Linked DNA regions of Rattus norvegicus: regions 1 and 2 are each linked to region 3. A link is a contact called in public Hi-C data. All regions are on one chromosome and are shown on one strand. Each heading gives the region's core, a stretch centred on a gene start, on an enhancer-like site or on the middle of the called end of the contact. The rest is flanking DNA. Distances are from core to core; before and after follow the strand shown.

Region 1 (3,587 bases), core at 962-3,461, 560 kb after region 3:
CAGCTCTGTCCTGTCCCCTTATCTGCTGTTCTTTTGCAGTTTTTATGAAGTTTTTATTTTAACTCTTCAAAACAAGACACACACACACACACACACACACACACACACACACACACACACACACACACACCTCATGTATATATACACAATTTAAAAATATTTGTTGAAGGAATGAGCTCCTGTTCAGAAATGCTTTTACTCTATGAATGTGTCAAATCATTTCCTACAGTAAACAACCAGTTCCAGCATAGCTAAAGACTCATATGAAACCCTCTTTTATTTCTTAAAAGTGTCAAACAACTAAGTCTGGGCATGATTCACCCTTACTTATGCTCAATACCTCTCAGAAGCTAAAGAAAACATAGTATTAATTCATCTGCCTAGCTATTCTTTCATAGTGCATGAACTCCACAGTGTATGTGAAGCAATGTTCTAGGTCAGTGGCTCTCAATTCCTAATTCTGTGACCTTTTAATACAATCCCTCATGTTGTAATGACCCTCAATCATAAAATTATTTCCATTGCTATCTCATAACTGTAATATTGCTGCTGTTATAAATCCTAACATGAATATCTGATATGTCGGATGTCGGATATTCAACCCCTGTAAAAGGGTTATTTGACCAAAGTGGTCACAAACCACAGGTAGAGAATCACTGTTTCTAGATGTTTATCTTCACTGATAGTGTTTGCATTCTATATAGGAAAGAAACAAAAGTAATATACTATTAAATACTTGGAAATTGTTGAGACCCAGGGCATCACTGAGATTTGCTATTTTATAGGCCTCTTTGTTAAGAGTGACGTTTGAACAGATAAAATAGCATACTAGAGAAATGAACAGCAAAAGTTAAGGTCCTGCATTGGGGAATAAATGGTCAGTCTATTTTATCTCTACGAGCATTTATTAGTTAAAATTAATATTGTCCTCTAGAAATATAGCTCGGTATGAAACCTATCAGGGAATCGATTCCCATTCCTACCCAGTAATATTCCTCACTCCCCCGCTGCCTCTGACAATTATCTCAAAAGATATGTCCTCCAAGATGTTTTCCCCATCATTTCCTGTTTTTCACTCCGCCTTACTATCATGGCAATATAATCTTCTTCAATTCTTCCCAACCAAAGGCAGGTGTGTCGATGCACGCCTGTAATTTTGAAATAGGGAATTAGCAGCTAGCCATATATATATATGTGTGTGTATATATATATACATATATATGTATATATGTATATATGTATATATGTGTATATATATGTATGTATATATATATATGTATATATATATATTTGTGTGTGTGTGTGGGTGGGGGTGTGTGTGTGTAGCACACCAACCTTGCTTTGTATCATCAGCACCTAGTAGAGTGCGTTGTGCCAAGGAGGCCTTCAATAAATGATGGTAGAGAATGCGCGACCTCCAAGTTAAACAACTAAAAAAATGAACAATCTTAACGTAAGTCTTAAAAACAACAGACACTAGAAGGCGCTCACGTGAGTTGGATCAAGGAAGTTAAGGGGTCAGAAGACTAGCGAATAGAGAAGTTGCTCAATAACTCTCAAAAATACGCTGAGACATGTCACTGTAAATAGTATAAATGCAACAGTGGCCATAAGCATGATGTGGAGGGCAGTCCTTTTGGTCTTTCAACTCCCTTGCCACCCCCAATCAGGTTGCTCTTAATTAGGATGTCCAGGTGGTAGAGGCTCTCACCTTCCCATTCGTGGGCGGCTCCTGGATGTAGATGTTACTCATCTTGCTCACTGCTCAAGACTCCGTTCCTTAGTGTGGCCGCGAGCGAATGGCGGGTCTCTGACGATGCCCACCTGTTAGTAGACAATTCTTTACCTGGGTACTTGGGGAAAACTTTACTCGGTCAGAGTTAGACAGGACAACCGTACTAAGCACTAGCTACTCCCCCAAACTATCCCCTCATGGACGTCGCCATGTTGCTCCCGGATCGCAGCACCGCTAACTCCGGGAGGGGGGATGTCCCTGTTCTTCAGGAAACTAGAAAAGACTATAAGACCTCTGCAACTTTAGAGAATTTGTCGTGTCATTCATAATACTAGCTAAACGGCCAATCCGTAAATCCGGGTGCTGCGTCCAGGTCCGGTGTTTGCAGATAGCACTCACCTCCGGAAGCTGGCCGAAATGGTTCAGACCACGTGTGCTCCGCGGTAGGACACCCCTGGAAACTGGGTCCGCAGCTTCTTAGTTCCGCCAACCCTGGATGTGCATCCGGCCTTCTCCTGCCCTGTGAAGTTGTAGTGACCGGGTGGGAGAGATCCCTCTGCTAGTGCGTTGTCCTCGCTAAGGACCTGAACGAAACGCGATCTCGAAAGCTCAGGACTCCGGTGACCCCACTCACCTGCATTATGGCAGTCCCAGGTGAAGATCAACCGCAGGGCTCTCTCACTCCAGAGGAATGAGGCGAGCAGGGGAGTCCAGGACCGGGGGTGGCAGGGAGCACTTGGGGATTCAGGCGAAGGCCTGAAAATTTAGAATCGGTTGATTTACATGAAAAAGTTTACACTACAAGTTCAAAGAGGGCTGGGAAAGATCATCTCTGTCATTCTTGTGCAAGCCCAAACTGCACAGGATTACAGGGAAAGTGTATTGTAAGAGGGACAAGAGAGTTGGTGACAATGAGAACTGTAGGCCTAAGGGGACAAGTTGCCCGTAAGACTGTAACTTTCACTGAATTTCAAAATAAAATTCGAAGTGTGAACTTTTGGCGAATCCAGGTGGTACATTGTAGTGAAAGTCATCCAGTCAAGAAGTGCACCTGGGGCTTGTCCTAGCTCTTCCAGCCTTTAGTTACAGTGTAGCTGTAGGCCGGTTTCTGTGCCCTTCTGGGGCCTCAGTTTCCCTCTTAGTTTCAAGAAGGCGCTTCCTTGAATTGTATCAAAGATTCTTTTGTAGGTTCCACTTTGGTGTTCAGAGGTTTCTAACCTAGACACGGCACACTGGGCTCCGGGGATGTTTTTGTTTGCTGCTCCAGTTTACTGGGGAGCCTCAAGAACTTCCCCAAGCCGGCCTTGTCAGAATGTGTTTCTGCAAAAACCCTAATATCGGGCAGGTGTTTTTAAGAGATATACCCACCTTACATCTCCAAGATTCACAATGCATAGTACTGTAGGAAAGGCCCTGAAAATATTTATGAAGCCCCAACTTTGCTTAAAAAACTACCTCTTCCCGCTACTGTTTGACCCCTGGTTTTGTTCTGTGGCAGCCTTTTCTGAACTTTATTCTAGAGCCAGCGGTTGCAGGGTGGGGGTGGGGCTGCTTTCCTAATTTCTGCACTTTGCAAAGGAGCACACCTGGAACTGTGAGAAGAGAGATGACTGTATGTTCTTTATTATGTGTGTGGTGGCGAGCATGATAGACGACACCCTTGCTCTCTTAGGACTCAACAGGGAACAGGAGGAATTTGCAGAAAGTGGAACTAATGGTGCGGCAAGCAAAAACAGTTAGGACACCTAACAGGATTCAGAGAGGACAAACCACGGATGTTCCAGATGAGAGCTAAAGAAATATGAGAGGGGTTGGGGATTTAGCTCAGTGGTAGAATGCTTGTCTAGCAAGC
Region 2 (3,898 bases), core at 1,219-3,718, 540 kb after region 3:
GAATGTGGTAACGTCTTCCAGTAACCTTATACTCTCATGGTCAGTCATGATACCAAACAAAACAACTCCGAAGACAGTTAGCACAGCAATATGGAACTAAACATGATATATTACAACGGAGTTTCCAGTAATCAGACTAGCCTGTGATTAATCACTTATCAAAATGTATTATTGCTTTGGCTGGGCTTAAGAAATGTAAGTTATGAGCTCTGATTTTTAACGAACCAAGTGAATGAGAAGAAGCCTAATAGCAGGAAGTCAGGTCATGGCTGCACTGCACTGACCTTTCGACGGCCGGGACAGAGCTGAGATGCGGATCGTCCTTCAGCAGGTCATGGCTGCTTTTACTTCTCCCCTTCATGCTCTGGGAAGGAAGGGACAAACAATAGAGCTGAGAGTAGGAAATGAAAGGTCTTCCGAAAAGATAAGTTAACAAATTCACATGAAATTAGGTGGGGACATAGTATGCTTAGTAAAGGATGAGTTTATGAATATAATCCTTCTATCAACTGAACATAGGATTTTTACTTATTTATGTTAATTAAGTTTTACTTATTTGTTTGTTTTATAAGGCACAGTCTCTCCATCTAGTTCTAGCCTAAGATGGCCTTGAGTCTTCTCTGCAGGGCAGACTGACCTAGAGCTCATGATCTTTCTCTGTCAGCATCTTGCAATGGGATTCTAAGTGTGCAGCACCACTCATGGATCTAAACACTCTTTTAGGATCATCTCCCCAGAATAAGTGACACTGTCAAAAAGAAGTCAGTGGCTTGGGGCTGGGGATTTAGCTCAGTGGTAGAGCGCTTACCTAGGAAGCGCAAGGCCCGGGGTTCGGTCCCCAGCTCCAAAAAAAAGAACCAAAAAAAAAAAAAAAAGAAGTCAGTGGCTCACCAGCTCTGAGTACCTATGGTTCACATACAACTGATTAACTTCGACAACCCACGGATAAAAACAAGAATAAATTGAGACAAATGCATACTACCACCCTTTAATATACAGTAATACACCACATCCAAAGTTAGCCTCTGACCCTCTGTGTCAACCTCTTCACTGACAAGACAGACAATGAAAATTACACTGACAAATAGTGGGAACAAGGTTGTAACTAAGGTCCACTGCAGGTGCATGTTATTTATTAATAATGCTAAATTTATAAAGATGAATTCTTGTGCTCCTGAGAAATCACAGAGATTTTATTTATTTATGTTTTTAATTATTTATTTTACGTATATCAATGTTTTGCCTGTTTGTATGTTTGTGTACCACAGCCTGGATCCCTCAAGGTCAGAACAGATCTCCTGGAACCAGAGTGACAGACAGCTGTGAACTGCCATGTGGCTGCTGGGAGCCGAAGCTGAGTCCTCTGAACCAGTGCTCTCAACCTCTGGGCCATCTCTCCAGCCCTACAGAAAGATGTCAAACGCTCTTACGACAGCGACAGCGTGCATGTGGTTTGTGAAGTGGGTGTATGTTAATTAGCTTAACTCAGACATTCTACTGTATTTACATAGGTTGTACACTATATATATAATTTTATATGCCAGTTTAAATATATTACTTTTTAAAAAAGAAAGTTCTTCCCAGTGTTACATGCTGTAATACTAACCTTCAAGACCAAAACAGGAAGATTGCATATCTGAGGCTAGTTGGGGCTATTTAGCAAGGCACTGTCTAAAAGTTAAAATTAAAAAAAGGACCCAAAAAAAAAAAAAAAAAAAGGAGGAGGAGGAAAAAGAAAAGAAGTCCTTGTTGAGCTCTCAATGAAAACTCACTTTAAACAGCTAAAAGAAAAAAGAAGTAAGACATGAAAACAGGAAGAATTTGTAAGTTAAGCTGAATTAATCATCCCCACTCTAGGTTTTCCTTAACCTTTCAAATTAAGTTAGCACGAAGACAGAAGGTCAAAAGCAGACTTAAACATACACCCCTTCCCACTACAGCGAACCACCAAAGCTGAGAAAGCAACTAGGAAGAACGGAAAAGTAGAAGGGTCTCAGACCCGGGACAGAAGTCTGATTCTCTTTAATGCTAATTCTTCCTGAATGACCTATGTTAAGGTCATTATTTGGCTAAAGTGTTTAAATGCTGGAAAAAAAAAACTAAATATACTCAGTGAAGTGTACATAAGGAGAAAGTCGAAACTAACCATGGACATGTTTAAAAATGAACACTAACTGGCACAGACCTGAACTTCACACAGAAAATACAGAGGCAACAAAAAAAAAAAAAAAAAAAAAAAAAAAAAAAAAAAAAAAAAGAAAGAAAGAAAGAAAGAAAGAAAGAAAGAAAAAGAAACCAGATAGAGTATAGAAGGGAAGGAAGAAGACAGAAAGAGCTATAGGGCATGCTGACAGAGGGGGACAGCACTGGTCCACAGCCAGGATGTCTGAGTAACCTTTAACTCTGACAATCCATTCCTGTGGTAACCTCTCCATCCAGGCCATGCTGCCCGGTGTTTTAGGCAACACTAGTCTAGATGGTGTACTTTTTGTAGATGATTAACTTAGATCAGTAGTCTTTGGGATCATGTTCCATCATCTAAGCAAGTGAAGGGCTTAAGAGCAAATGTATGCAAGAATTCCCAGAATGAGAAGCAACATAAAAATCACCCCTGGGTGTCCAGAGTGCAGTTTAAGATATACAAACTATTTTATTTTGTCCTACATATTTTGGACTTAATGGACTAACATACAGAATTATGTTTCAACCTAGAGTTAAATAAAAATCAGCCACAGTTTGACAAAGAAAGCACTCTTTGGGCAAAAGCACTCAATTAGCTATGAATCCACCCGACAGTGTTATCTCCCAGATTCCATTTGGTCACACACCATAGGAATGATGAGAAAGTCAACAGAGGGCTTTCCGGAGCCGAGATACGGTTATTACAGCATCCTTCTATCATGCAATCCAATCTGAAAGGAAACAGGTCAATCTGGCAAGTCACTTAACCTGGGTCTCAGTTTCCGCAGCTATAAAGGAAGGAAGTTGGACTAGATCCCTTGGAGCTATAAAATTCTATGATTTCAAAGAGGTTTTCATCAGGTAGTACACAGATACTGAAACAACGAAGAAAAGCTAATCCACGTGGGAGAGACACCTTGTCAGGAATAGAGGAGAGAGGTGAAAGAGTGTGTGTAACCTCACACTGATAATCCACAAACCAGAGGGGACTCGGGTTTCTTCTCCCACATACAGTGAAGCCTCAGTTCAGACCTAACAATCTTAACTGCATTGCAATCTAATTCTGGAATAACGCTTACCACTGTGCAGTCATTGAAAAAGAAACCTGAGAAGCAAGTGACTAATGAAACAATTATTTTTAAGCCTTTTAGAAATATTTAATTTCATGCAAGCTCTGAAACTTCAAATTGTTCTGTCACTAAAGGACTCACTTAGCTTTAGTTTTAGTTATTTCAACACTTACAAATAAGAGTAAATTTTAAAACCACTTCTAATATTCAGCCTATTCTTTTTTCTTATCAAGGTATCATTTTACCAAAAAAAAAAGAAAGAAAGAAAGAAAGAAAGGAAGGAAGAAAGAAAGGAAGAAAGAAAGGAAGGAAGAAAGAAAGAGAGACAGAGAGACAGAAAGAGGAACTTGAGGCAAGACTATGGTCTGAAAAGAACTGTACATGAACAAAACAAACAGATAAAATTAAATTTGGCTTTTCTCCAGATTTCCAAGTAACTTCTGTCTTCTAAGTCAGTAAATTTCAAACTGTTGCTTTGTTTTCTCAAACTTAACCACCCGCTCGCTACAGTAGACAGAACAGATAAATGGGCCAGAACGAGCTCAAGTCACCAGGTGGAGGCAACACATGCTCTCCCAGCTGCTTGAACACAAGCTCAGACTGCTTCTCAGGAAGGACACTGACAAGGTTTCTCAGCACCTCTCTAT
Region 3 (3,870 bases), core at 242-2,741:
CACTGAGCCAGATAGCGAAGATTAAGGTCAAAATGAGAGCTAGCCCCTGGGCAAATGTACGGCCTTCCAACCCTTGAAAAATCATTGAAGTAAATGTATTCTTCTAGGTTCTCACCTATGCCTGCTTAAGCCATTCAAGGTTTTCCAGAACAATCACACCTACCACTTCTGGCATAGGAAGGAAAAAAAAATCAAAGAACAACAACGTTAACAGAAGCTAGAAATTTAAGAACTGGTATTTAGAACGTGCCTTTCTCCTTATTTACATCCCTCAGGTCCAATTTCATTTTCTGGTTCTGACCATAGGAAATTGGCTGGGTGTTAATTAAAGACTGGAATTTCAAGGCTCAATTTTCCCCTCCCCCAACCTTGGCAACCCTTAACCAACTCCCAACCCTACACTCCACGGTACAGACGGATAAATGATGCAGCAGATTACACAGCTGAAAGGCAATATTTGTCCTGAGCTATTTTCGATTTTCTTCCTGTTTCCGATCCTTGCGCCAGACATTGTTTGCTTGCTTAGGACTTGGAAAGCGGTGGGAATATTTTTTTTTCTACAGTTAAATGCCAGGGGATTTCTCCTGGTAAATGAAAGTGAAAGTGCCCGGTCGTGGTCGTATTTTATCTTTAAGGGTTGAACTGGCAGCTGATGTGGAGGGGGAGGTGGGATTGGAAAGCTAGAAGAACCGGTTCTGACATTTTGTTTGTTTATCTTGAGATCTCAGCAGGACTCCCGTGTCGTCGCGGTCCCCCCACCCCAACCTTTTTTGGGGGCTGATTTAGGCTTTATTTTCTTTTGAGCACTCATTGAAGTTTCTCATTCAGTGTACTACAAACAAACAAGCAAGGAAAAAAAAAAAGCCCTCACTTTGTGGCTTTCCCTGTTGCAGTTTAAAACACCATCTAGCTCTCATCTGGAAATAATGCACCACTCCCCACCCCCTTTTCCTTTTATAGTTTCACATAACCTGAAGTCGATAATCACATGGAAAATGTGCAGGTCTCAGTTTCGTTTAGTTTTTACTCTTGTGGTGGTATTTTCACTTGTTGAAGTATGCATTCAACACACAGTCGTTTTGTACACGTTTTAAGTCTTGAAATTTCGCTCTACTGATCTGACTCCTTACATGACAAATTTTATGAATAACTTTTAAATATTTATTGTAGAGATTAAAATAAAACAAACAAAAGTCAGAGAATGATACCAAAAATTCTAACAGTGACATTAGTCTATCCCCGTCTGCACCCCCCCCCCCAACACCCGCCGTGCCTTTCCTTTTTCCAAGAAACTGTAATAACAAACCAGACAAGACTCCGCAAGAGGTTAGAGGAGGAGGAAATAGGCGGGGTGGGTTAGGGGAGAGAGGTTAGAGGGCCAGAGTTTCTCTCATTCACAGGGTGGAAAAGTTGACATTGTCTAAGCCCTTCTGAATGGCTGGTAGTTGGATACCCCGATTGTACCTCTACCTCCCCTCCCCCTCCACGTGACGACCCAGGACACATGCGCACCCGACGCAGCCCAGGCACATCTGCAGACTGACGTCAGTTTGTTCTGCCTCTGAGGAAAGCTGCCAAAATTTTCTTCTGCTGCAATTGAAGTTGGCTTGGGGCCGGCAGTGAGCTCGAGGGCTACTTCAACAAAACTTTTCCTGCCCTTCCTGCTCCTCTTGTCTTCTCTCTCCTGATACCTTTTGATGCTCTGCACATGTTATTTGCATAGCAAAGGCACTAAGCTGTCCAGGAAGAGAGGGCACCACTTCCACCCCCAATAAGCCTTTCCCCTCTTTTTTCTTTTTTTTCCTTTCCTTTTTTTGGGGGGGTGGGTGGGCGGGGGAGGGAGGGAGTTGGGGGTTGCAAAGCACGTCTCAGGTTGATAGCCTTGGATGAATTGAAAGGATTTTTTTCTTTTCTTTTTCCTTCTTTCTTTTTTTCTTTCTTTCTTTTTTTTTTTTTTTAACTGCCAAATCAGAAAGTCCTTTCTCTAAAGCTCCAGTTAGCGAGACTATAGGGTTTTATTCTGGCTGCAGAATAACTGGCTGGTGTGGCTTTGCAAGGGGGCGGGGGGCAAAAAGAAAAGAGAAAAGGGAGTACGTGAGCCGTCCAGTGAAATCTCTATTGTTTGAAACTTACTTTTTATCAGAATTTGAAGATGAAAACGGTAAGGAAGACTTCACAATATTCAATGAAACCTTAAAAAAAAACCCCAACAACTTGTGCTTTGCTTATCTTCTGAATAACGCTTAGATCTCTCTCCCTTCCCTCTCTCTTCCCCTCCCTCCCCCTCTGTGTGTGTGTGTGTGTGTGTGTGTGTGTGTGTGTCTGTGGCTGTGCGCGCGCGCGCACGCGCGCGTGCGTGCTTTATGGCAAGAAGTGAGTTTGACTAAACTCACATTACAGATAGAAATCTTTTAAACTCTAGACTACTCGTGGACGTAGAATTCCGGGGCTTACAGGTATTTTATAATGTGAAAATACGCGCTTATTGTATGAATTTACATGTTGTGTGAAGTGGACTTGATTATGATCATCGTGGACTTTTAACTAGTCACCAGATAGTGGTGGAGAAGGTAATGATGATGTGTGTTTTTTAATCGATTTCCAGATTTATGCAATTGCCTTCTGAAAATCCGTTTCATGTCAGCGTCTTTAGTATTCAGACAAGTGCATATTTCATGCCTGTGCTCTCAGGGTAGCAGTATTGTGCTGGCTGTAGCACCGATGCTCTAGGATATGTTAAGCTCTTAATAGGCTAATCAAAGAGATGAAAGCGTGTGGTTTTGATTTACTTTTGCCCACTTGGGCCATGCTAGACTCATAACCCTCTGGAGCCTTGTTTATCAGAGTATGTCTGTATATATAGTATATAAGACTGAAATTCAGTGATTTGGGAGAGAGAACAAGAGTGAAGAAGTATTGGAAAATCTTTCTTAAAATATGTGCTATAATTTCTGTTTTTGATAAGTTGTCCACTTGTATTAGGGGCAAAGAGAGCAAGCCAGAGTAAGAAAGCACACTGAGAGGGAACAAGAGAGTAAGTTTCTTACTCTTGTTTTTATTTGAGCTGCTGGTGCAACGCGTTTGGGCCAAATGCCAACTGTCTGGGTCACACGCGTTTTATCCAAATAGATTTAGCGCTGCTGTCTGGAAATGGGCTGCTGAATGTTAACTTTAGGATCAACTCAACCAGGGCAGCTCAGACTGTTACCCTCTGTCTGGATGAAGTGGAATGGGAAGGGGGGTGGTGTGAGGGTGTGCAGAGAAGGGGGGAGAAAGGGAAACCAAACCATTGCTTGGAACTTTAAAAACTACACCGAATATAATTTTCAATTTACTCTCATGTTCAGAGTTTTTGAACTATATTTTCTCTTTTTTTCATTTCTTTTCTTAAGTTTATATTGATTAGACTGAAATGTTTAGTGGTGAATTTACAGTCTTAAAATTCATGATAGGAAAAGAAAAGCAATGTAAAACTGGTGCACTTGAAGGCAACTTAGAAAATTAATTTTGAAGATAATTATTTTCACCAAAGTGGTAGTTCAGTCTTGTTTATATTAATTTGGTGCTTAGTTGTGAGTATTAGTGATTGTTTTTTGAAGTGTGCTACATTAAAACAAATCATTCATTTATCATAAATGGCACCAGATTATTCTGTATAGATGTATTAATCTGTTTTGTGATTCCTCAGAGGAAATCTTCCAATCATTAAGACTGAAATATAGTAAATTATTTTTATGTTTGGTCTAAAAACCTGCAAAATTCATGCCTATTCTTGTCTGTCCTTACTACTTCCTTTTCACTTCCTTAGCAACCTAAGGTAGCTACTAGTGGTTTAGGTTGGGTCTGGTGCCAGATCTCGTTGTTTGTGAT

What was found. A called contact is a pair of places that touch in the nucleus more often than the background predicts.
Region 1: a Hi-C map of liver shows a contact between it and region 3, with 2.9 times the contacts expected there. The contact joins the promoter of Srek1ip1 here to the enhancer-like site in region 3. A contact is called at or near these places in 1 of 12 Hi-C or Micro-C datasets (liver) and 1 of 1 datasets of contacts at active chromatin or transcription factors (oligodendrocytes).
Region 2: a Hi-C map of kidney shows a contact between it and region 3, with 6 times the contacts expected there. The contact joins two enhancer-like sites. A contact is called at or near these places in 12 of 12 Hi-C or Micro-C datasets (the A7r5 cell line, the Rat2 cell line, Schwann cells and 7 more) and 1 of 1 datasets of contacts at active chromatin or transcription factors (oligodendrocytes).

Annotation. Positions count from the first base shown.
Region 1 is chr2:37,707,526-37,711,112 of GRCr8, forward strand. Srek1ip1 (SREK1-interacting protein 1) reads left to right here and starts at 2,212. Exons shown (of 5, transcript NM_001008373.2): 1 at 2,212-2,389. The coding sequence starts at 2,377. Cwc27 (CWC27 spliceosome associated cyclophilin) reads right to left here and starts at 1,813. Exons shown (of 14, transcript NM_001013199.1): 1 at 1,712-1,813. The coding sequence starts at 1,753.
Region 2 is chr2:37,686,898-37,690,795 of GRCr8, forward strand. It overlaps Cwc27 (CWC27 spliceosome associated cyclophilin), which reads right to left. Exons shown (of 14, transcript NM_001013199.1): 8 at 285-364. Among named protein-coding and RNA genes, the nearest start is that of Cwc27, 20 kb to the right of the region's middle. Within about 2 kb of position 2,469, at least 3 of the 93 cell types and tissues checked have an H3K27ac peak or open chromatin away from gene starts, as enhancers often do. A contact at or near this core is called in hepatocytes and kidney, where this site is marked.
Region 3 is chr2:37,146,245-37,150,114 of GRCr8, forward strand. It overlaps a transcript of Cenpk not described here. Among named protein-coding and RNA genes, the nearest start is that of Adamts6, 7.1 kb to the right of the region's middle. Within about 2 kb of position 1,492, at least 84 of the 93 cell types and tissues checked have an H3K27ac peak or open chromatin away from gene starts, as enhancers often do. A contact at or near this core is called in hepatocytes, kidney and liver, where this site is marked.